Linked DNA regions of Xenopus laevis: region 2 is linked to region 1. A link is a contact called in public Hi-C data. All regions are on one chromosome and are shown on one strand. The core of a region is the stretch at or near the end of the contact, and the rest is flanking DNA. Distances in the headings are between cores, read along the strand shown. Region 1 has its middle 6.4 kb from the start of litaf.L. Region 2 overlaps txndc11.L (thioredoxin domain-containing protein 11).

Evidence for each region. Hi-C and Micro-C count contacts between places; a contact is called where the count stands out from the background.
Region 2: a contact with region 1 is called in a Hi-C map of the XL177 cell line, with 4 times the contacts expected there. The contact joins two enhancer-like sites. A contact is called at or near these places in 3 of 4 Hi-C or Micro-C datasets (the XL177 cell line, the XTC cell line and animal cap).

Annotation. Positions count from the first base shown.
Region 1 is chr9_10L:99,737,404-99,745,158 of Xenopus_laevis_v10.1, forward strand. No RefSeq gene overlaps it. Among protein-coding and RNA genes, the nearest start is that of litaf.L, 6.4 kb to the left of the region's middle. Within about 2 kb of position 4,473, at least 1 of the 7 cell types and tissues checked has an H3K27ac peak or open chromatin away from gene starts, as enhancers often do.
Region 2 is chr9_10L:99,813,313-99,821,067 of Xenopus_laevis_v10.1, forward strand. It overlaps txndc11.L (thioredoxin domain-containing protein 11), which reads right to left. Exons shown (of 12, transcript XM_018236305.2): 6 at 7,094-7,206; 7 at 6,503-6,703; 8 at 2,316-3,066; 9 at 624-769. Among protein-coding and RNA genes, the nearest start is that of txndc11.L, 19 kb to the right of the region's middle. Within about 2 kb of position 3,654, at least 2 of the 7 cell types and tissues checked have an H3K27ac peak or open chromatin away from gene starts, as enhancers often do.

The sequences.
Region 1 (7,755 bases), core at 3,223-5,722:
GTCATTGACGAGACTTTTCGCCAAATTCAGTTCCATTTTATTCCCATAGATTCCAATGAAGTTTTAACGCGATAATCCATGAGATAAGTTTTTCTCACTGAATTGAAATTGCCCCAAAATGTAAACAATCCAAGTGGTTGCATAGTATGTTACTACTTAGTAACATAGGGCCAGATTCAATCCAGTAAGAAAAAGTTATCTTGTGGTTTTTCACGTAAAAACTCATGAATGAGATTCAATTAGAGGAGAAAAAACTTTTCTCCAAATTTAGCTGCAGTTTTTTCTCATAGACTTCAATGGAGTTTTCAAGTGATAAATCATAAGATAAGTTTTTCTGATTTGAATTACATCTCAAATTGAATTTTGTCCATGACTTTTCATGTGATAAATCCCTTTCTCGCTGAATCAAATGTGGCCAATGTAAGGGAAGTCAGCCAGAACTCCGGCGCCATAGGCAAGATGGAGGCGCCCAGGATATCCACGTGGCACATTCTGATGCCAATGCGTCAAAACTCTAACCCCTTGGATACCGTGAATAGTGTTGCCACCCGGCCGGTATTTCACCGGTCTAGCCGGTAAAACACCAGCCAAGGCCTGGGCCGGTATTACAAATTTACCGGCAATGTAGCTGCCGGTAAATTTGTAATACACTTAAAAAAAAGCCCGTGGCCTGCCCCCAGCCTGCTCCAAACTTACCTTTTTTCCTGGGCTTCTTGCCAAATTTGCGCGCTTGGCTCCGCCCCCTTTGACGTCACGATCCGGCCAGCCAATGGCGCGCCCTGGCCCTACCCCCTTTGACGTCACGGCCCACCCCTTTAAGACCGCCCCTCCACCTGCTGGCAAAGTTTATTCTAAAAGGTGGCAACCCTAACCGTGAACTGTGTTGGAACCTACTGCTTCCTCCTTGGTCCGCAAATCCTAGCGGGGCCTTCAGGCCCTGACAGCCAATAGTTACTAGTCTCAAATTTAATTTTGTCCACAACTTTTCACGTGACACTTTTCTCATTGAATTGAATCTCGCCCTTTGTTGTGTAAGAACCTGCAATTAGCGTAAAACTGGCTTTAGATCTAGACATAATAGGCCATAATGTCCAAATGGAAATTTTCCACAATTAAAAAACTATGGTCTGGGTCCATAGTGGGGCTTCACCCAGGGTCGGACACTTGGGACACTTGGTAAAAACAAACTGGGCCCCACCAACTTAGACCCACACCTGCCTGCTGCCCCCTGATCTCCCCCCCCCCTCTGGCCCCAATGGCATCAACAGGTATACATGGGGGGTCTGGAGAGGGGTGGTGTGGCTGTGGCAGGGGGGCCCAGTGGGGGCCTCTGTGCAAGAAGCCCCAGTGGGTCTCGGACCCTCCAGTCCGATGCTGGCTTCACCTATCTGCCCTCAGCCTCCAGCTCTTTCAGTGGCAAGATATTACAAAGGAATTCTTCACCCTGAAAATATAGACAGGCTTACAGATTTGTCACACTATCAATGAAGCCATACTTTTTCAAGGCCAGACTATTTATTATTATTTGTCTTTATATAGTGCTGACATATTCTGCAGCACATTGCAGAGATTATACATGATTCGCCCCAGTGGAGTTTAGCCATTACCCAGACTAACATCCTTTTTTTTGATAGTTACACAATTTACATTACACAGAAGCTTGTGTAACATTTCAAGTCAGGAGCCTGTGTCACACTGTATATAGGAGGCTGATGCAGAAGTTTCATGACGCTGCTAGCCTACACAACAGGAAATGTTTAACCTCAACCCAATTAGCTAAGCACACATTTGCTAGGCAATGTAAAGCACACAGCTATACAACTTGGAAAATGTGTTGAAAAATTGTTGTGTGACCACGTTGTGTATAATAAGTAGAAGTATAGTCGCAATAGAAAAAAAAGCTGACCAATATGTTATATTCTCATTCTCATGTCATTCACAGCAGCACAAGCTATTGCTAAAATGTAGTTATTATAAGCAGTTTCTCTTCTGCAATTCACATATCAAACTGCATCTTAATTTAAATGAGTATGCTTTAAAAAATGACTTCAATAATAAGTATTGCTTTAACAGAGAAGATGCACATTGTTAATGGATAGGTTAGGAAACGTGTTATAACAGTTGCCCATGGCAAATGAGCAGGGGGTTCAGAGTGGGACAAAGGGGAGTCTAGAATTAAAGAGCTGACTGAAATAAGGAAACCAATATAACACAAGTAAAACCTGTAATTGACCAGTAAAGTACACAGACCAAACATCTCATGTAACCTCCAAACCTGAGTATAAACAGATCAATTGCATACGGCCCATCTTTTCAGCCAACGTCAATTAAGCCACACTCTGCAGACACCAGCAGCAGGATACAAGTGAGTGATCACATTATTAATCCACTGAGAATTCCCACAGCCAGACCTGTATAGTTCTATGAAGGAACAGTGACACTGTCATATCCAGTAACACAAAGGGGCCTATTTATTATGCTGTGTAAAATGAAATACGCTGTAAAAAGTGGTGTATAATAAATGGCGAATTTATCAAAGTGTGTGATATTTGACACCATGAGCAGATTTTCAGCTGTTGTTTTACAATGTTTCAGACCTTTGTAAGTGAGTTCCAGCGGAAGTTTCTCCGAGAAAAATGATGCCGTTTTTTACACCAAATAATTAATCTTGCCATAGTCTCACACAGTGTTCCACTCATTTATACCAATCTACACACTCACATCTCTTTACACATTCTTATTTTCAGTATGCATATGATTCACATATATTTTTTCACCCTCCTATCACATTACACATTCCCAACCCAGCTTACTTTCATGTATTTCCATTCAGACACCCAGCTCCACACCATTTGCAAACATGTTCCTGTAGGGATACAGAGGGTTAATTTCCCTCTGTTCCTTAACATTGACATGTTGGGAAATCCCCTGCCTGTGAGCTACAGGTTGAACTTAGTGTGACGGGAGGGGCTGGAGCCTTGTCCCTGTGCAGTGTGTCTGGCAGATACAGGAGGGTGTCACAAGGTGCCGCTGCTGTGCAACTGAGTTCATATAAACAGAGCAATGTGCCCACAGCCATTGCTGGTTTTACTTCACTGAAGACAGAGTGGAATAAGAATCTGGCTGCAAAATGTAGAGTAAAAGCTGGAGTAGTCATTTGACTGGGAGCTAGACCAGGAGGGTCTGGAGTTCCCAAATGCAAAACTGGACTTTTACATGTACATACCCCCTAATTACCATGTTCATTTTAAAAAATGTGTCAGATTATGAAAGTTTGAACATATTTCTGTGTTTTTTTTCAGTTATTACAGTTTTGCTAATAAAGGTGAATTGCCATTTAAGCTGTGAGTCTAACTTTTCCCAAGGGACCTCCTTCTCTAAATTGTTATAATTACTTATTTGCTTACCTCAAAATTGTTAGGGCCTTTACACACGGGCGTTTTTACCTGCGCTTCCCTGCGTTGCGTTTTCTTTCTGTTCAGCCTCAGGGGAGCACAGGAGTAAACACACTCAATTATTGTCAATTGGGCTGCTTCTCAACCTGTGGTTGGCGATTACATGCGTAATTTAATTTAAACATTTACAACCCCTTTAATATGCTGGTGGGCAGCATTTATCGACCATTTAAAAAAACGTGTATGAGACCTGTTATCCCAAATGTTCGGGACCTGGGAGTTTTCTAGATCTACTAGAAAAACATAGAAACATTAACTAAAAACCCAGCAGGGTGATTGTACCTCCAATAAGGATTAATTATATCTTAGTTTGGATCAAGTACAAAGTACTGTTTTATTATTACAGAGAAAAAGGATATCATTTTTAAAGATTTGGATAAAATGGAGTCTATGGGAGACAGCCTTCCCATAATTCGAACACTACTATGGATTTACTTTATAATTAGAGGGATATACTGCAACATACTGCCGCAGGCCCTGGACCTACAATTTATTGTAGAATAGAATGCAAAAACAAAAAGTGTCTCTATGGATTCCAAGCAGGTAAATTTTCCACTAATTTTCAATTTTAGTAGAAATGATATAACCTCGTTAAAAATTAATGTAACTATGTTTTTTTTGCCACAAATTATTCTGTTTGAATATTTTCTGAAACATGTTTGTGTCTGAAAATAAATAAACACAATCAGGGAAAAAGGTATGCAAGCTTTGTCACCATTTTTTCAGAAATCATACATTTTTTCTTGATGTTGAAGACTGATATGTCTACACTGACTATTAGATACACAGAGACGTGTATATATCTGAGATTTTCCATTTTCGCAGTGGGCGTCCAAAAGGGCACTAGATCTGATTCAGAGGTTATCAGCGAACAAAATATAGCAGGTTTATCATATCATTTGGGTTTTCATGATTTGACAAGAGGTATATAGAGGTGATGCAGTGGGGGGCGGGGCAGGGCATGACATTGTGGGGGCAGGGCTGTGACGTCAGGGCAGGGCTTTGACGTGGCGATTGGCCGATCGCCCCGTCAATCCCAGGAAATCCTGATTGGTTTTCCTAATTTCAAAAACCGGGCAGCCAGTTTTGACCCGAGCAGCCCTTCAAAAAGACAGTGCTGTCCTGGTCAAAACCAGACAGGTGGCAAGCCTAGATGGTGTGGGGGCCCCTAAGGCAGCAGTCCATTTGGGCCCTGGGCCCCGCAGCCCAACACTGCTTATATAAATATTTAAATCAGCCATAAGATTGCATTCAGCCTGACAAAAGCCTTCTAGATGGTGGATTTGGTACATCCAAAAAAAAAACTAATATTTTTATGAGCAGTGTATTCAACTGCAAAATCTAGTCTAGAAGGACTATGTAGAAAAGGTATTTTGGATGATCAAACCTTTAAAAACTGTCTTCAGCAACTGGAATGTAAATTTTGTGTTGTTATAATGTCTTTACACCAATACAAAATGATAATGTATAAACAAATAGAAAATGCAGACAATATTGTATCTGCTCTACTGGATACCAGCAGATGGCAGTAGCTGCATACAAATGATTTGGGAATGCATAGAAGCATACCCAGTTTGTGCTGTATCTCCAAAACTGATCACAGTGTTGCACTAAGCTAGTAAACATTTATATAGGCATGTAAGTAAGTCTAAGGGCAGAGACACACGGTTAGATTCGGTGACAAATCTCTTCTATGGGGCGTAATCTCCGCAAACTGCCTTCCCACCGGCTAGAATGAAAAACCCCGGCAGGATGGCATTCAGAGCTCTTCATTTTCCGAAGTCACCTGAAGTTGCCTCGCAAGGAAACTTCAGGCGACTCCGGAAAACGAATCGCTCCAATTGCCATCCTGCCAGCGATTTTCATTTTAGCCGACAGGAATGCAGTTCAGGAAGATTAGTTGCCCCGAAGAAGAGTAGATTTGTAGCCGGGCGAATAATCTCCCTTAATCTGACTGTGTGTCTCTGCCCTTATCAGAATGCTTGGGACCTGGGCTATTCCATAATTTGTCAATCCATACCTACGGTTGCCACCTGGTCTGTAAAAATTATGGTTGATCCCAATTTTATTCATAGGGAAAAAAGTTAAATATATAGGAAGGCTGGTATTTTTTTCCAGAAAAGGTGGCAACCCTATCCATATGGCCTTTGAAACCAGTTTATGTAAAGTTTCTCTTTCTTCTAAACACTTTTGTGATTTACATTCAATCATTTTTTCTTTTTCATTGCCAAGATAGGAGGCAATAGATATTTTAATAAAAAGTCATATGTAAAGTCATCTGATGTTTCTTTACATAATCTAGATCACTTCTTTCTTTTCTCCGTTAGTCTTTAATCCTTTCGTTAATCTGATCGTTAATCATTTTTCTTAATGTAGACAGTCTGGCAATGACCAGCAGGTGGCACAGTTATCACATTCATTCATTCAATTGTTTAAAATATTTTTTTATTTTGACAAGTCTGAAGCACTCAATATTTCCCTTCCTGCTCATTTGCAACAAGATCTGCAAACAAATTACCCTTTTAAATGGAATCGCAATTCCTTGCGATACCTGGGCATCCATATTCCAGCAGATCTCACTAATCTATCCTCTATAAACCATAAATTTTAGCAGACCTGAAACGTTGGCAATCTCTCCCACTGTCCTGGTTTTGCCGCATTAACTTACTCAAAATGAATGTTTTACCCAGAATTCTGTACCAATTTCAGACAATACCTGAAGCCCCCTCCAAACGCTTTTTGGACACTCTACAAGCCACATTTGGAACTTTTATCTGGAAAGGTACAAAACCCAGGATCAATAAAAGCATTCTAATTAAACCCACATCATTAGGGGGTCTAGCTCTTCCTCATCTTGAAATTTATTTGAAAGCAGTCACATTGAGCAGAATATTGGAATGGTTTTATTATCCTATGGATAAAAGATGGATTCAATTTGAGCAACTCATAGTAGACAGACCACTGCAAGCATGGTGGCTCCATCCCTCTCTTAGACCCTCCTTAATCATTCTTCCCAAAGTCTGCAGAGAGACTTTAACTCAAGCTGATAGATATCTTCTTGAGACCCCTTCCCTGATTTCACGGGAGGGTCCTCTCACCCCTATAGTGGGAAATCCACATTTTGTTCCTGGAATGATGAGTGCAGGCTTTCTTGGGAGAATGTACAATGAAAGCTTTATCTGTTCACAAGTACTAGAAAATAATGTTTTGTTACCACTGACTCACATCTGTCCTGAAGTGCCAGAATTTTTTTTTATTCAGGTTTAGGTATAACCAACTCCGCCATTGGCTAATGGCCCCTCAAAGATAATGAGACAAACGCCTGTCTCTCCTATTGAATCGCTTTGCGTACTTAAATCTCCTGTCAGACATTTGATTTCCGTATTATATAAACTTGCAGATCAGAAAGAGACAGTGTCTTTGCAAAAATATACAGTTACATGGGAAAGGGAATTACAATCTGAATTTACAGCAGAACAATGGAATGCTTGTTTTACCTTAACCCATAAGTTTTCCATTGCATGTAAATCACAAGAAACTAACTTTAAGATAGTGTCCAGATGGTATAAATGTCCCATGATAAAATGGAAATGTATAAAAAAAATCAGTAAAATAAAAGTGTATGGCCTAGTCCGAAAGATGGCAAAAGGTAATTTGATGCAAAATAAAAAATTGGGCAGGTGTCTCGCTATTGGCAATAAAGTCTGAGAAGGAAGAAAGAAGAAACTATGTCTGAACGTTAGCTGCAGTCTTGCAAGCAGAGTTCATGATAGGTGACTGAAGATTGAAAAGAGCCAGAAAAATAATAATAATAATAATAATAATAATAATAAGCAACTAAAGGTCATTACACTCAGAGCTCAGTAGGATAAAGTGTCAGAAATGTTAGCACCACTGATTAGCAAGCTCTTCATACAGCCCTTTGCCCACAATTATCTCCTAAAAAAGATTAAATTCTAGATTATTTTAAAGGGAACATGCCCCTATGCTGTTCCTAGCTTTTAACGTAACTGCTTTCACTTACTATGAATTCATTCAGCTGCTCACAGACCCAGAATTTCCAAAATCACTCCCCACCCATCAGGGCCGGAACTAGGGGTAGGCAGAAGAGGCACCTGCCTAGGGCGCAACAACAGGGGGCGCTAGGCAGGTACCGCTTAAACTGTCTTCTGCCTACCCTTAGTCCGTTATCACAGCTCTCTTTGGTTCCCCACCCTCCGCCACACTTTCCCCTCTGTTGCTCTGCCCCTTCCCCTCTATCGCTCTCTCCCCCCTTCCCCTCCCCTTTGTTGATTTGCCT
Region 2 (7,755 bases), core at 2,404-4,903, 75 kb after region 1:
AGAAACAAACAGGATTAAGGAAAATTATTATTAAGTGCTTTGTAATATGTAGGCTCAGTGTAAAAAAAATAAGAATTCTTTGTAGAGGAATGAACTCTGGTTGGTTCTGTTAGTAACTGGATTCTGGGACTTCCAGCATATCTTACTTTTTGTGATTACAGATTAAATCTATTGGTATTTATCCTTAATAGGAAATGTTCGTAATTGTGCGAAATACATGCTGCAATGCATGCAGTCCCTTTTGCACTGTTGGTTCTGACTCTTCAAACAATGTAGCAGAAGCCAATTCTACTCCAGACAAGACTTTAGTTATCACAATTCCTTGCTTGCTTCTTCTCGGTCTGTTAATCAACGGGCTTCTGCTACACTGCTGCAAGAGTGAGAGGCAACAGTGCAGAGAATAGAAATCAACAGATACTGCTTTCAGTAGCAATTACCCACTGACATTTTCTAATGAATGTATAAGGAGTTGCTTAGAATTAAATGTTGTTTATTTATGCAGAACGTTTAATGGGTACAGTTACTCGTTAACATTTGCTTTAATTTGAAATACATGTTGCAAAGATGAATTGCCAATTAAAAAAGGTCACAGAAATAGTGATTATCAAGAAAGAACAATGCACCTTTTTGCTTTCCAGCACAACAGGATAAAATGTGCTTGATGTTACTTCAGTGATTAATTGCTGGCTGGATACATGGGGAGGAGAGTCCCCCACCAGATGCCTTTGTAAGGGGCTGTAAACTTTGCTGTAGTTCTGAATAAAAGCCTCTGCAAATAAAAGGAGGATATATATTCAGTGGAAATAAGCTTATAAAGGCAATAAAATAATCTAAAACAAGTAAAAGTGATTAAAACGTTAAGGGAAACTAAACCTCCTCCTGTATAAATTTTTAAAACTTCATGCCCCTGTACAGGCTACACTGGAACCATGTCGAATGGACTGCCAAATGGAACACAACTATTTTCAGATGCCTTCATTGTGGTCGGTTCAGGGGCACAAATGGTTAAACAACGATACAGTGGATTTAGTTCCCCTGTAAGATCTCTAAAATAGACCCACTTCTGAGAAACTCTTGCATTTGCATGACTCTATTTCAGTGCACATCCTGCCAATATCCCCTGTAAGCTGTGGGGTTCAGCAGGTGGGTACAACATACAAAAAAATCAGTGAGGCATACAGAACATTTTGCAGACATAGAACTTATAATCAGCTTTCCAAATAACATAATAAAACATGTATATGTATAACCCTGAACATCGCAGGTCACTATAAAAAAAGACCACATAAAAAAGTCGACATGTAAAACACGGTTTCCTATAAATAAAGCCTTTTCGTAAAAAATATGCTTTTCTAGCATTGTGCGTTACTGCATAATACCACATAGCAAAGCTACAATTTTTGGTACTAAAGTCTGTTTTCTGACCTGTATGAGGCACAGTGATGAGCAAAATTTTTTTGAAACAAAAAAAGTCCACAGATTCCGATGCATTTGCATAAAAAAAATGTTAATTAGCCGTTTTATAACATACAAAAAGTTAACATAAAGGTGAACCAACCCTTTAATGATTTAATTTCCTCTTTATATACTATAGAGGAGTCAGCTTTATATAGTGCTTAAACATTTTATAGTTTTTTGTATAATGAAAGTATAAGAAACTTTCCAATATAAAGTAATCATTTTCCCCAAGCGTCCACAATGACACTGGAATTCTGGGAAAAAAACACTGCATTGTAAAACATGCAGATTATGCTTGAAATTGGACTTGTTAGACAAAATGCTCACGATCTGGGCTTTTCCCAGATAATGGATCTTTCCATAATGAAGATCTTCATACCTTAAGACTACCAAAAAATCATGTATCAAGTACAAGTTACAGTTTTATTATCACAAGAAAAAAGGAAATAATTTATAAAAAAAAAAAATCTATCATTTGGATAAAATACAGTCTTTGTGAAACTTCCTTCCCATAATTTGAGCTTTGCGGATAACGGATCCCATACCTGCGTTAAAAATCATGGAAAAGAGAAGGCGGAATTGGAACAATAAAATCATTCAAAACTGTCATCAATAAGTACTCGTAATCTGGTTAGAATTACATTTTCTTTTATTATGCAAAAATGTTTTCCTCATTATTTTAAAGTGGTCATTACTGAATAAATCAGCATCTTATGCCTCTTTAACAATTAACATAGAGGTAAAGAAACCTGATGATATGAGGTATAAACAGGGAACAATGCATTTATAGATAATGAAGCCTAAAAACATTATTATATTAAATGAGGATAAAATCTACATGTTAATTTTTTTCCTACCTAGATTTGGTTTAATGAGGGGTTGCCAGTGGTTAAGGATGTAGTGCACTTCTTCTTTCAAGTCTACAATGGCAGCAAACTCTTTTCCAGAAGCTGATCCAGCGGCTCCGAGTCTTTCAGCGTATATCCAAGACAAGTTGGAATCCAGAAGATATAGATTTAAAGTCTTGTTGGTCCTACAGCTGAGGCCAGTAATACTATTACCGCTGATATGATAGCTAGGACTTAAAAGTGTCTTCTCCTCAATATGAGGCACTAAATGTGTTAGCTCTTCTTTGAAGTTCTTCCCATTGGAAGAAGGTAGAACGCGAGTGTTCTGAAGGAAGCTACTGGAAGCAATGAGTTCCCTGCTTAAAGTCTGACAACATGCGGTATAGTGATTATAGGGACTGTAAAAACTTGGGAAATTGCTGCACTCTCTAAATTTAGAAAGGAAGCCCATAAAGGAATGTTCTTTGAGGTAGAACGAGTCTAAAGCAGCTTCGATATCAAGAAAGTTGCAGCGGTGCATGTAGACCTTACTTGGCCTGATACCGGCAGATTGATTGACACACAGTTCACAAATATTGTGAATCCTTGACATTAAGTGCCATTGAGGGAGAACTACGGTATTACAACAGGAAAATCTTCCGGTATTATGGGAATCTGTATCTGATGAAGTCTTTCTATCTTGAACTTGTTTTTGATCATGGTCATCATTAACAGGAAGGCTTTTAGAACAACTGTTGTACTGCAGGGCAACTTCGGCAATCTAGAAGACAGAAAACAAAATTGTGAGCTACTTCACTGAGAATATTCAAATTGCAAGCAATCTTTCCTATAATACATAGCCGTCTGCTGCCTTCCGTTTCTTGATATTTATTAAACAAGTCATGCTGCCATTAGATTAGATTTTGCTAAATCTACAAAAAGCAGTGCTGAGATTTGTATATACAGTACATAGTATTAGAACATGGTCCTCTTTTGTCCTCACCTTTCAATATATTTACAAGTATAAGATACATTATTCGGAAACCTGTTATACAGAAAGCTCGGAATTGCGTTAAGGTAATTCCCCATAGACGAATAATTCAAATTTTGAATAATGATTTCCTTTTTCTCTGTAACAATAATGTTTAAATAATTTCTTAGTAGCCTTAAAGGGCACCTGTTGGGTGAATATATTTTCCCCAACCAAAGGTGTGGGCTAATCGAGCTCTATTTGGGAGTAACAGTAGTTTGTTTTTTTTAAATGGCCCGCCAGCGTTAGGACACCCGCACCAGGAGCTCCCAATGGCCATGTTGGGGCACACGCATGCACATAATGAGCTAATGACGCAACTTGCTCCTTATGTGCATGCACGTGGCATCAGAAGTTCATTATGCGCATGTGCTCTGCACAACATGGCTGCTCGCACTGGCAGTTCCCTCCTGGTGTGAATGTCCTAGCACTAATACTGTTACCCCCAACCAGAGTGCGGGCTCTATTAACCCGTACCTTTGGTTGGGGAAAATATTTTTTCTAGATTATTATTATTATTATTATTGCCGACTGATCCAAAATACATTGGTTCCCAAAAAAGGAGGTATAGGGGCCCCATGATGCCCTAATTAATGAGCAATTTAACATATATTGGTAAAACAGGTCAACCCCTGCATATGTTGGGGCCCTAAAATTAATTTGCTATGGGGCCCGGTAACATCTAGTTACCTAATCATTCTCCTCCTAGTGCTGATCCCCGAATAATCAACACAATAAAGTAACAAGCAGGGCCTTTTCTGGCTTTTATATTGGTTTCAATAAGGATATGGCAAACCTTTAAAATATTATTAATTTATACTGAACCTGATCCTGTTGAAAAATTGTGGTTACAGATAGTTCTGAGACTTACTGAATTCCATCCATTTGCATGTGTGAAGACTTAAATTCTAATGTAAATCGAGCATGGTGTTTATATTAGCATAAAGGCTAAAGGCAGACCAGGCTGTTTCCAGTAACTCAAGAACCTCTGCTGCACACGGAGTAGATTTCTGTGCCGAAATGCATACTTGATCCCTGAAGCCAGTGGAGGGGCTGATTCTCAGTCTGCATTTATATGCCGGCCCAGAATCAGACCATGTGGCATTAGCCTTAGTCTATGAACATCACAACTGATTTTATTTGTTTAATTTTAAGTAAAGAATTGCAATACTGTTGTAAAAGCTCTGAACAGCTGGCTTTCATGGGGAACAATATACCCTCCTTTTATGCTTCCCTCTTAGATGAATCTTATGAGCATAGTATAATGCTTAATGTTTCATAGACCAATAATTTCAACTACCGGTAGTTTGCAGGCAAATGCTGTCAGTTATAATAAGAGTTCAATGACCCAACAATTAAATTAGCTTGTAAACAAGCTCTGTAATCAGATGATAGATGTGTTACTTGCATATACAACGATATGCATTGAAATTCAACTCCACTTTCATCTTAAGGTTATATTTGGACATCTTATGCACCATTAATTCTAGTTGCTCATGATATAGGGTATAAAAAAAAATAATTTTACAAATTAGGATTTATGAAACAAAAGCTAGTTAGGACTGATATTCCTGCTTTTTCCCTGCCTTCAGGGAATGCTGCAATAGCCAAGTACAGGAGTTCAATAACACAAGATAGATCTTTTGATCATGCCTAAACCAAGTTTCAGTTAAGTACTAATGTCAAGATAAGATTCTGCTGCTAAACAAGTTCTTTGTGATTCTTGCTTCAAAGGTTGGGTTAAATCAGCACACTTAAAATAAAAAGTCTACATGCAGCCATGCAGACTTACTGCCCTTTAGTTTCCTCAGTACCCTGAACAATAGTTGCTGGAGGGTCATGAATTAAAAAAACAAAACAAAAAAAAAAACCTGTTCTAGCATTTCATTTATTTGATCATAAAATCAAAAATCACTGATTAAAACCACAATATGGACTGAACTGAACCGCTAGTTGTAATTTATTCACCTGCAATACATCTTCGTTACTGCTGGTGATTAATCTCCCCAAAATACCTTCCAACCGGCAAGAATGTGAATCGCCTGCGGGGTGGCATAAGCATCGTTTTCCGAAATCACCTAAAATTGCCTCACAAGTAAACTTCAGAAAACCAAAGCAATGCTTATGCCATCCTGCTGGAGAGTCACATTATTGACGGTGGAAAGGCATTTTGGGGAGGTTAATCGCCTGTTGAAGCAAAGATGTACTGTAGGCAACCCTAAAAGCAAACCAGAGATGGTAATTTGGAAGGTAATTTGGTTGATGTGGCAGATATTTCCCATCATTCTCTATGCAAATCACATTGCTTATGGCTTTAAAGATATATGGGAATGAGCTGAAGTGGTCGTTTTGCAATTCAACCAATTGGTTTCTTCGGAAGCCACGCTGCTTAATGATCCTTGGTCAAATAAACATGATTTACAAAAAGTTAAATTAGATGTTAACCTTCTAGTTAAGTCTGACTCTCGACCAGGCAGAAGCTGCAGTTCCTACAGGACAAGTTTTATTATAAGTAGACTGCTGAAACTGATAGATGGGTGCTCCACACCTCATTTATGGATTCTTTACATGTTCACGTATGTAGTATATGCAGTGAAGAATCCCTATATGAAGTTATACATGGTCTTGCTTTCCTGTGGAGAAAAACTCATGGTGCTTGCTAATCATGTGAAAGGAAAACAACTCATGTTAGGTAGCAGAGGTTTATAGAGCACAACAAGCAGTTATAATGAATCACTATTTGTGCCACAGCACTGAATAAAAACCATGACCTGCAATGAGAAACACTACAAATATTTGGAAGCAGTATATGTATGAGATACATTTTCTGAAAACCCATTATCCAGAAACCTCCGAATTGTGGGAAGTCCATCTCCCATAATTAAAAATGAACTCCTTTTTGTAATAATAAAACAGTGCATTATACCTGTACTTGAGCCCAACGAAGATATAATTAATCCTCATAGGAAGCAAAACAATCCTATTGGGTATTATTGGAGATCCAATTTACAGAAAGCCCCCTAACCTGTATTACAGATCCCATACCTGCATATATAGTATACTAATTTAGGATATATAAAAATATATATCCTATACTATTTATGTCAATTTGTTTCTCTTGCTGAAAGAGAAAAAAAAAGCATTACTCTCTTACTGCAATGCAAGTTACACCTATGTGTCCACTAACCTCATGCAAGAGGGGCTGTTTTTCAGCTAAAGGGTTGTATGGAATAAACATGAAGAGAGCGGGTCCTTTCTTCAGCTCATTGTGCAGCAGAAGGCTTTTGCCACCATGAGGTCGCAGCCAGTAAATAAGATTTTCCCTGTTGTCTAGTGCCCACTTGCAAATATTTGCAGCTGTGAAGTTCATCTCTTTATCCGGGTAGACCTGTTTCATACAAAAACTGTAGTCAGATTTATGTTTTTCAAGCATAAGATATCTTGACAGAATTTATAAGATCAGAGAAAACTATTCTAATGCTTGCCCTCTATTGAAAATGGAGATGAAATATTGTAGACTATGTATAGATCTTGCTCTTATAACCTGTCACAATACAGCAAAGGAACTGTAACAATACCTTTTCTAAAGCTTCTAAGATGGGAGTGGAGAAAGAAATGAATGTCAGTTACAGGAGGAGAAGAACTTGTGATGGATTAAATGAAGGAATAGAGGGGAAGAAAGAAGGCAAAGCACTAATACTGGCTACCAATTACAAACCTACTTCCCCTAAAAAGTCTATTCAAATTAAATGAATTCATTAAAAATGAAAGAACTCACTAAAGAAGAATTCAGGTTTCTGTGCAGGTAAATACTCCCTGGATTGCCGAGTGAGATTTCCTTTGCAACTTTTCTGTCAGTGATTACTCCGAATCGGATCGTTCCCAGATAATCTGCAAAGAGCACCACAAAATTGTCAGCTACATTATCTGGCCTTACAGCAGCTTGTTAAAGATGAACTTGGACCTAGAGGTTCTATCATCATTTATTAGCCTTCTTTTAAAACACAGTCATGTCATGTGTATCGTTCCTACTGGTTGCTTGCTAGCGAAGAGAAAAAAAAAATGCAATTGTAGAGGAAAGTGCACTTAAAGTGAAAATAAAAAATAAATATGTTATATACATTAGAATATTCAAAAGGTAGTTCACCTTTAAATTAACAATTAGTATGAGGCATGTAGGGATATACTGAAACCAATCTGCAATTAGTCTTCATTTTTTATTTGTGGTTGTTTTTTTTTAAATATTTAGCATTTCGATCAGCAGCTCTCCAGTTTGGAATCAGGCAGTGATTTGAATGAGAGACTGGAAGATGGCCTGAGTAGAAATAAAAAGTAAGCTATAGCATCAGAGTAGCATTTTTTCAGCTGCAGGGGTCAGTTGTAAAGAGGAGGAAGAGGGCCACAAATAATTGATAAACTATAAGAAATAAAAGACATAGG